Linked DNA regions of Zea mays: all the other regions are linked to region 3. Evidence: chromatin contacts called from public Hi-C data. All regions are on one chromosome and are shown on one strand. The core of a region is the stretch at or near the end of the contact, and the rest is flanking DNA. Distances in the headings are between cores, read along the strand shown.

Region 1 (3,037 bases), core at 225-2,724, 150 kb before region 3:
TCGAACTCCTCATAGTAGTCCTCCTCCGGAGCCACCTGCTCTTCACATGTGTGTGTGTGAGGTTATCAGAAGGGTGAGCTCACAAAAGTTCATCGCTCAACAAGTGTGGAGAATAATGTGCATGAGTTCACTTACGGTGTGGGCTCACGTGAAGTGTAAGACTTATTAACAAATAATGGTTAAAGCTGAACATTGCTTTAAATAAGTTCAACTTTTGTTATCAATTACTAAATGTAAGTATATACCATCCCACAATAGTAAGAGATCAAAAATAATAATAAAACCCACAGTGCAATGCATATGACATATTAAGTTTACTTTCATAAGTTAATCATGCGATAGTCCTGAGTCGCTCTTAACCGCGAGCACGACTGATATACCAGTTTTAACACCATAATTTTATCATGAACACTAAACAATAGAATCACAATAATAAAGCATGATCATGAATCATATTTATCTTAACACCCAAAACCACATAGAGCAATTCGAGACACCACTTTAAGACATTGTTGGAGATGCTCTTAGGACAATATTGGTTCTTACACCTATAACTTCACCAAATATTACAAACATCTCTAAGATTGCATCCAGCAGATCGTGTATATGGCCATATAAAACATTGTTTTTACAGTGTAAACACCATTGTTTACAAAAAGTTTAAAATATGAGATGTGATGGGAGATGAGATAGGAGATCTCCTAGAGATCGCCCAAGTTGAGTGTACTTCGGTAGGGTAAAAACATACATTTTTTGCGAAAGCAAATAAATATATATTCTTAATAATCGATTGCCGGTTAGAGGGAATCCGGAGGTAACATGGAACTTCACATAACCACAATGTGAACAATATGCTTGTCTCGTCGAGGTAGAACGACGATGAGCTCACCACCACAATTCACAGCTTACAAAGAATTGGTAAAAGTCATAGAAAATGTAAATTGAGTTTTTTGGTTAGCCCAAATGTAGGAATCCTGAGGAGAGATGTTTATATTCATCATGGATTCAAATGGTGTCAAAAGAGGCTGAGACAGATGTAACAGATCTGGTAGCAAACGGCGAGTACAAACCTGTGAAGCAACTGTAGCAGAACCAAACGGATGACAATGTCAACGCGACTGTAACTTGCAGGTTGACCACTGCATGAAAAATAAAACCACAGTAGGTCCATCCAACCGTGGGTTCATTCTGTAAAAAACCGAAAGGGGGAGAAAGGAAACTCAAACTATGGTAAAACCAAAACCAGGGGCAGCCCATTCCGGGCAGCTGTTTCCCAATCCAGTCCTCTACAGGCAGTATCGGATCTTGTGTGCTCACCTGACACCCCCACCAACCGAAACAGTACCACGCACACGTAAAAGCGGGGAGCGCCGCTGCGCAGGGGATCCCAGGCGGTATTGCGGGACCGTGGGCTCCCACCGCTGGAAACGGTGAGGCGCGGGGCTAAAACCGAGTACTTGTGCGGCTGAAGCGGTCGCAGCCGCACGGACGAAACCGCGGCGATCGCCCACACAGCTCCCCTCCAATAAAAACACCCACCTTGCTGCCGATTTCGGGGGCGGGAGTGCCAAGTGGTTTCTAGAGCTGGGTAGAGATTGGCGGTTTGCCGATGGGGAGAGGCGACGGGGAAGGAGGGATGGCGACGCGGGGCGGCGTGGTTGGGTCGGGGGCAATGCTGGGGCTGGACATGCACCTCGCCGCGCAGCAGATGCACCCGGCCGCCGCCGCGTTCCAGCACCAGCAGGACCACCACCACGATGGGTTCCAGCTGCAGCAGCCGCCCCCGCCGCCGTCGTTCTCGCCCTACTCCAACACGTCGTCGTCCAGGGTCGTGGTGAGCGCGGCGACGGTGGGGCACGATGAAGACACGGTGGGCAACGGCTGCTGCGGGAAGGGAGGAGTGGTGGTGCAGCAGCAGCAACAGCAACAGATGGCGGCGGCGGGGTGCCCGTGGACGAGGATGAAGTGGACCGACGACATGGTGCGCCTGCTCATCAGCGTGGTCTACAGCGTTGGGGATGACTGGGAGGGCGCGGCAATGCCTGGCGGCGCGGGGGGAGGCAAGGCGAGCAGGGCGGGCTCGTCGGGGCACGGCCACGGTCATGCGGCGGCGGCGCAGCAGCAGAAGAAGGGCAAGTGGAAGTCGGTGTCGCACGCCATGATGGACAAGGGCTTCGTGGTGTCGCCGCAGCAGTGCGAGGACAAGTTCAACGACCTCAACAAGCGCTACAAGCGCGTGGTCGACCTGCTCGGCCGCGGCCGCGCCTGCCGAGTGGTCGAGAACCACGCGCTGCTCGACGCCATCGACGAGCTCACGCCCAAGGCCAAGGACGAGGCGCGCAAGCTACTCAGCTCCAAGCACCTCTTCTTCCGCGAGATGTGCGCCTACCACAACAGCGGCGTTGCCGGGGGCTCGCACCTGCCGCCGCACGCCGGCGGCGGCGCGGCGGGCGACGCCGCCTGCCTCCACCACCCGCCGCCGGTGCCCGTGGCCGGCGCAGCCTCGTCCGCCGCTCGCCACTACCAGGCAGCCCCGTCCCCGCCGTGCATGAAGGACTCCTCCGCCGACGTCGCGGACGATGAAGACGACAGCGACGCCGTGAGCGACAACGGCGAGGAGGACGAGGACGACTACGACGAGGAGGACGACGGTCACATGTACCACAGCCACCTCACCAGTCGTCAGCACAGCGGCGGCGGCCGCCGGCGCGGCAAGCGCGAGCATGGCGAGGATAGCGCCGCGGCCGAGGACCTCGAGGACGAGGCGGCCGGCGGTGGGAAACGCGCGAGGACGGGGGCGGCACCCGACCCATCGGCAATGCTGCAGCAGTTGAAGAGCGAGCTCGCGGCCGCGGCTGCCGCGGCGATGGACCCGCAGCAGGCCAGGTGCTGGGTGCGACGCCGCGCGGTGGAGGTGGAGGAGCAGCAGATCCTCCTCGAATCCCACGCGTACGACCTGGAGCGGCAGCGGCTGAAATGGGATCGGTTCCGCGCCAACAAAGAGCGCGACATGGAACGCGCGCGCCTGCAGAATGAC
Region 2 (3,045 bases), core at 505-3,004, 250 kb before region 3:
TTTATTTTTTGATAGTCGTGTATGTTCCACTTGCATGGATGCGGACAAATGCAGAACATTTGAAAATAGTACTTCCTAACAAAAAAAAACCGGTTCAGAATCCATCCTGGTTCAGAATCCATCCTGCTAACTTTTGAACAAGGTTCTGAACGCATCTGATTTCGTTTACCAGAAGATAGGGGGGGCACTGTTTGGATATCAACTTCTAGCTATTGAGTTCCTATTTTAGTTTTTAACTTTACTGAGTGTGTAATGTTGCTTCAGATGTGACAAACGCAAAGGCATTTTTTTTTGGGAGGGGGTTCACTTGAGACCATTAGATTCATTTATACTTTGCCCCTTACTAAGTAGAGATTCACTCACTGACGAACTATGTTTCGTACATATTAATGTTTTTCGTTCCAAATGTTATTTTAAAGGTCACCCACTTGGTCATTTTCGAACTCATATCCATGACTTTAGTCCTCATGATAAATATTGCTGATGCTACCAAACGCTTATGTGCTCTTGACTTTTATGTTATTGCCTTAGACCTCTAAAAAAAATTGTGCACCTGGTTCTTAATTCAGACATAATACTTATGTACAATTTAAGATCTCACAGACGATTTTGACATCGCGGCGCGCGGCATACACTATTTAAACAAAAGACATGATAGTAACCAGAAGCAGCACCGTTTTGCAAGCATACGACGATACGAGTCATCACATGCTAAACAAAACGAATAGCGACATGTATCCGATCGATTGCACACAGTAATTCGCAAATTAATTCAGGGGCCGAGAATGGCATCATAAAAACATAGTACAAGATTAATTCAAAAACCATTCGAATTCAACAGTGCTTGACAGGACCCATAACAACATGATATAATTAAACCCAAACTACGCGTCGCCAAAAGAGATACAGGTGTTCTGTTCCAAGAAACTACTACCATTGCAACAAAACAAAACAAAGCAAAAAGGATTATCACCTAGCAAGACTTCCCATTTTCCTTCCCGACAGAAAGGAGGGGCATCCTACGCCTGCTGGTTGTAGACGTAGGTGAGGCCACACTTACCGCAGTAGTGGCGGTCGAAGTGGTTGGCCATGAAGACCCCCGCGCCGCACTCGGCGTTGGGGCACTCCTTGCGGAGGCGGGTGACCTTGCCGGTGGCGTCGTCAACCTTGTAGAACTGGAGCACGGCCAGCTTCACCTTCTTGTGCTTGTGCTTGATCTTCTTGGGCTTGGTGTACGTCTTCTTCTTGCGCTTCTTGGCGCCTCCCCTGAGGCGGAGCACCAGGTGCAGCGTCGACTCCTTCTGGATGTTGTAGTCGGCGAGGGTGCGGCCATCCTCGAGCTGTTTGCCGGCGAAGATGAGGCGCTGCTGGTCCGGCGGGATGCCCTCCTTGTCCTGGATCTTGGCCTTCACGTTGTCGATGGTGTCCGAGGACTCCACCTCCAGCGTGATGGTCTTCCCCGTCAGGGTCTTCACGAAGATCTGCATCTTGGCAACCGCGCACTTCTCCGGCGGCGGCCGCCCTAACCTAAGGTGGCGCTGGTTCTCGCCTGCGGCGGCGGGATGGGGCTGTGTGTGTATGGGCGGAGGCTAGGGTTCAAGAGGGGAGAGATGATTCTTTTATAGCTCGGGTCGGGTGCTCTCTCCCACTGGATCCAAAAGGATTTGGATCGGACGGCACATATGGGCCTCCTGTGATGAGAGTTGGGCCGCATGCGCTTCATTTTCTAATCCCTTTTGTGTTCCCCCGGAGGTTGGTTTGGGCCTCGTAACTTTTGTGCCCCAGTTCGTTTATCCTCTCCTCTCTCTTTCTCTGTCTTGCTGCGGCGACACCTCCGCTTCCGCCGGCCGAGTCCCGAGCGGAGCCGAAGCAACAACCGCCGGGGAGGCGAGGGATTGATTCGGAGATGGCGTCAACTAGCTCTATAGGCGACGTGGGAGCCTCAGGTACTAATCCCCAAACAAATATTGGATGCATGGAATGCTTTTGCTTGGTTGAATCCATGGAATTGCAGTTCCTCGCAGGTAAAAAAAATGGAAAGGGAGATGACAAGTTAGTTGGTGCGCTCCTTGTGGGATTTGCGCGTCCAATTCCACCTTGAGTGCAGGGATCTTCCTCTCTGTAATTTGTAACATGTATGTGTGTGCTGGGTATCGCAGTCCTGTACGGCTCCTGATAAGATTACTGTTCGTTACTTGCTTTCCCTTGTACAGTGGCTGCATTAGGATTAGATAATGCATATGGTCAAACCTTGCCATTAGATTGTTAACAGCGTACCTACAGTTTGTCCTACCATGGATGTGAAAGTACTCCTTTTCATGCTTCAGCTCCACCGCTCCGGGACAAAGAGGATTGTTGATAGGACAAGTCTGCAGTTTTACCTCTTCAGATACGATGACTAATTTATGCAAGGCGCTTAATTAGGATGAGATAACAGCCTGAAATGCATAAACAGGCCCCTGGGTTTGTGGGATGCATTGCAAGATGGTTATGTTGGAACATGCAGTTCATTTTTTGTTTTGTCCCTCGAGAACATGTTTGTAAGGGTTCTGACCTTTTAGCACTTAGTCCTGTTAACTTCACCATTCCTTTCTCACAGATGGAGAGAGTAAACCATTTGTGTAGCCAGCACAAGAATAAGAAACAACACAACTCCCTATTTAGGGGGTGTTTGGTTTCTAGGGACTAATTTTTAGTCCCTACATTTTATTCTATTTTAGTTCCAAAATTGCTAAATATAGAAACTAAAAATATATTTTAGTTTCTATATTTGGCAATTTATAGACTAAAATGGAATAAAATGAAGGGACTAAACATTAGTCCCTAGAAACCAAACAGCCCCTTAGAATAAAAAACCAATTAAAAGATTTGATCAGATAACTTCCAGTAGAATCAGTTTTGACCTCCAAGCTACTTGAGCGTGGTGACCTTTTGTTATCAATCTAGGGTTACGGAGGTAGTACGAGCGGTAAGTTTGGGGTCTAGGACTAGGACCCCGACACTTGTCGCCAGGCTGTTGGCTGGGGAAGCGTGGCACTGTTCACA
Region 3 (3,161 bases), core at 17-2,516:
TTAATCATGTGAGGGTCCAAGTTGCCCATGACAGTGAGCACGGCTAGTATACCAGTTTTACACTCTGCAAAGGTTGCACATCTTTACCCACAAGTCGTGTTACCCATCTGCCAAGGGGTCATGAATCCCATACACCTCTACCAAGGAGGCGAGGCAGGGTAACACTACGAGGCCTTTACAAAGTTCCACCAGCTTCCGAAAACCCGATACAGTTTCTATGAAGCTCCAATGCAGGGATCCCTCGCCTGACCGCCATCGCAGCAAAATCAACCCAAGGACCTCCCTACACTGACCACTCCCCCACTGCCCTTGCCCCTTTCGGGTAAGGTAGTCCTCCACTAGCTTTCCTAGTTAGTCAACCAAGGGCGTCCCATACCACCCTTGTGGTAGCACTGTTTTCCCTGGTGGTCGCTCCATGTTCCAATTAACATAATGATCTTATCATGAACAGTAAATAACAACCGATAATAAAAGAGTGATCATGAATAATGTATATCTCCATACCTAAAACCACATAAAGCAATAGCAAGTACTACCCAAAAAGTTCAGTGGAATCAAGGTATAAAGATAGTCAAACTAGGGTAACCTAAAGGGGTCCCATCAAAATTAACCTATGCTAATCATTATGATTAATAAGAACATGACTTGGTAAAAAAGAAGTGATCAAGGGCACAACTTGCCTTCAACGAGCTCCTGCTCAGCAGTCTCCACCTGTTCAACCCCTGGATCCCCAGTGGCTTGCTCGTCTACTCGCATCAATACAAACAAACATGGTATATCAGAAATTAACATCACACCAAACAACAGATTAAAATGCATTATAATATTCTATGCTGTGTAACGAGATCGAAGGAACAAGAATTACTAAATTCGGAGTTACGGTTACTAAGTTATGAATTTATGAAGTTTTTAAGCACCTAGAATAGATTAATTCAAATGAACATTTTTAATTCAAGTTTCATGGATAAACAGAGGTACTAGATGATAGAAAATATTATTACAAAATTAATGCCACTGGAATGGATCAATTTGAAGCTAAAATGAATTAAATATAAATTTCTCAAGTTTTTAGAATTATTTTTGTATTGAATAATCAATTCTGATAATTATTTCCCTGTTTTCTCTATTTCCTGTATTGCACGTCAATTCCCAAGAAGTGCAGGGGTCCTAGCGCAAAAGTAACTAAGACTCAGGTTACCATCATACTGGACTGCGGGTTGATATCAGTAAAATGTAAGGGCTCATATGAAAATGTGTACCCGCGAAGTGGTACCGTTAACCCCTAGTCGTTCGATCTCTAGTGTGCAGTTCAGATTATATTGTGATCCCTCAGAGCTGGCGCGCGACAACGACCGCAAGATCAAATATCTACGGTGGAGATTTTAAGTACACGCTAACCCTTTTCCTCCGCCCATCCACGAATCTGCGGTTCGGATTGTTTTGAAGCAAAACGTTACCCTCCTAATCTGGGTCATCCACTCCGAGATCAACGAACGAGGCGCCTTCTTCTTCGTCCTGATCCACTAACACGGCGGCGCGCGCGACAGACGATGGCGCATCGCCGGAGCGGCGCGCGATGGCCATTCCGGCGCCCCTGACCCCAATCCAAGGCGTGCTAAACAAAGCGCATACCAATACGAACAACAGGGGAGGGTTATTACTGGCGTTGATGATGCGATAATGGCTGGTCGCGGCGGAGTGCGATCGCACGTTGGAGCCTATCCTCCGACGACAAATTCACGCCACACCAGCCTCAAAACTTGCATGGCGAGACTATGGATATCCTCAGGGTGTTGAGGCAAAGCTCCCTCAATGACTCAGGTCAGGCCGACGACAGCGGTCGCGTGCTTCAGCCACAGCGGGATCATCGGCTGCGGCGGACCAAGTTTTGTTACCGCGATGACAATGGAGCTAGCGATGGACGGCTCGGGGTCAGAAGCTAGTTTAATGGAGAGGGAAGGGAGTCCAGGAGCGCGGCTTTATAGCTGGAACCGAAATATGGGGCAAGTCTTGGCCTGGAGCGCGTGAGATCCCTGGCGGCGACTTTGTCACGCTTCCGTTGCGACCCAGAGAGAAGGGAGGTGGAGACACTGCGCCCTGGGGCCCACATGGCGGTGGTTTAGGCGCGTATGAGCGACCGACGGGGCAGGCCCGCCTGTAGGCGCCCAAGGCCGATCCTCACACGGGCGCGAAGCTAGGGTGGAAGTGCGCGAGGGGAAAAGGGTATTGGGCCAAAATCCATACCTGGTGGCCCATTACAGATGATTAGTCTTCTCCTTTTCTTTTCTTTTCTTTTTATTCTCTTTTCTTTCTTTCTAAATTCTGTCACACCCGTTCTCAGGACAAAACCGAATGCATAGCATATGTGTGCCAGGATCCATTTTCCACACATATATTAACGTCACAAGTGTAATATATCAAAAGACAATGCAATAAAGGCGTAAAGAGAGTAGAATAACTTTATTACATCATCCAGACATAAGTATCTTAAACAGTATCATCAAAGTATAGTGGAAATAACATGAGTGATCTCCCACAGGAAGATTACTGGCGCATCGTTAGACTCAGTATTCATCAAAATCTCCATCAAAGTCTTCTTCATCACCCTCTGATCAAAATATTAGAAAGGGTGAGCTCACTTATGGTCAGGGCTCAGCAAGTGGGGGAAATTAATGCAAGTTAACAAGGTAGGCTATAGATAAGCGGTAAGCATTTTAGTTGGTCAATATTTTATTAGCAACACCTGTCTTACTAATAAGTGTATATCCCAAATATCCCAATTAATCAAAGGTATAAGATTATATCAAAAACACTTAAATGAAATCACTTAAGCAAACCACTAGTAGATCATCAGATCACGATTTATTTTCCATCTTTAAGTTCAATTATCATGTGAGGGTCCAGGTTGCTCTTAACCGTGAGCACGGCAAACATATCAGTTTTATACTCTACAGAGGTGGTACAACTTTACCCACAAGCCATGTATCCCATCTAGCCTGGGTTGATCGGATCCGTAAACACTGCCGAGGTGAATGGCTAGGGATCCATGATGAGGCTTTCACAAAATATCCTTAGTACAAAGTCACTCGCTAAGGTTTTCACGTCAGTATTGATGGCCCTATGGGTGAGGTAACTTAAACAAGACTATCACCCCATGTTAA

The links. A called contact is a pair of places that touch in the nucleus more often than the background predicts.
Region 1: a Hi-C map of tassel shows a contact between it and region 3, with 2.0 times the contacts expected there. The contact joins the promoter of LOC103635104 here to the enhancer-like site in region 3. A contact is called at or near these places in 2 of 25 Hi-C or Micro-C datasets (leaf and tassel).
Region 2: a Hi-C map of ear shows a contact between it and region 3, with 2.4 times the contacts expected there. The contact joins the promoter of LOC103635106 here to the enhancer-like site in region 3. A contact is called at or near these places in 5 of 25 Hi-C or Micro-C datasets (bundle sheath, ear, endosperm and 2 more).

The regions. Positions count from the first base shown.
Region 1 is chr8:40,088,206-40,091,242 of Zm-B73-REFERENCE-NAM-5.0, reverse strand. It overlaps LOC103635104, which reads left to right and starts at 1,474. Exons shown (of 1, transcript XM_008657648.4): 1 at 1,474-3,037. The coding sequence starts at 1,610.
Region 2 is chr8:40,193,466-40,196,510 of Zm-B73-REFERENCE-NAM-5.0, reverse strand. LOC103635106 (craniofacial development protein 1) reads left to right here and starts at 1,754. Exons shown (of 4, transcript XM_008657651.4): 1 at 1,754-1,946. The coding sequence starts at 1,907. LOC101027200 (ubiquitin-40S ribosomal protein S27a-like) reads right to left here and starts at 1,573. Exons shown (of 1, transcript NM_001112002.2): 1 at 787-1,573. The coding sequence starts at 1,487. The coding sequence ends at 1,020.
Region 3 is chr8:39,938,781-39,941,941 of Zm-B73-REFERENCE-NAM-5.0, reverse strand. No RefSeq gene overlaps it. Among protein-coding and RNA genes, the nearest start is that of LOC103635101, 64 kb to the right of the region's middle. Within about 2 kb of position 1,266, at least 18 of the 20 cell types and tissues checked have an H3K27ac peak or open chromatin away from gene starts, as enhancers often do. A contact at or near this core is called in bundle sheath, ear, endosperm and 2 more, where this site is marked.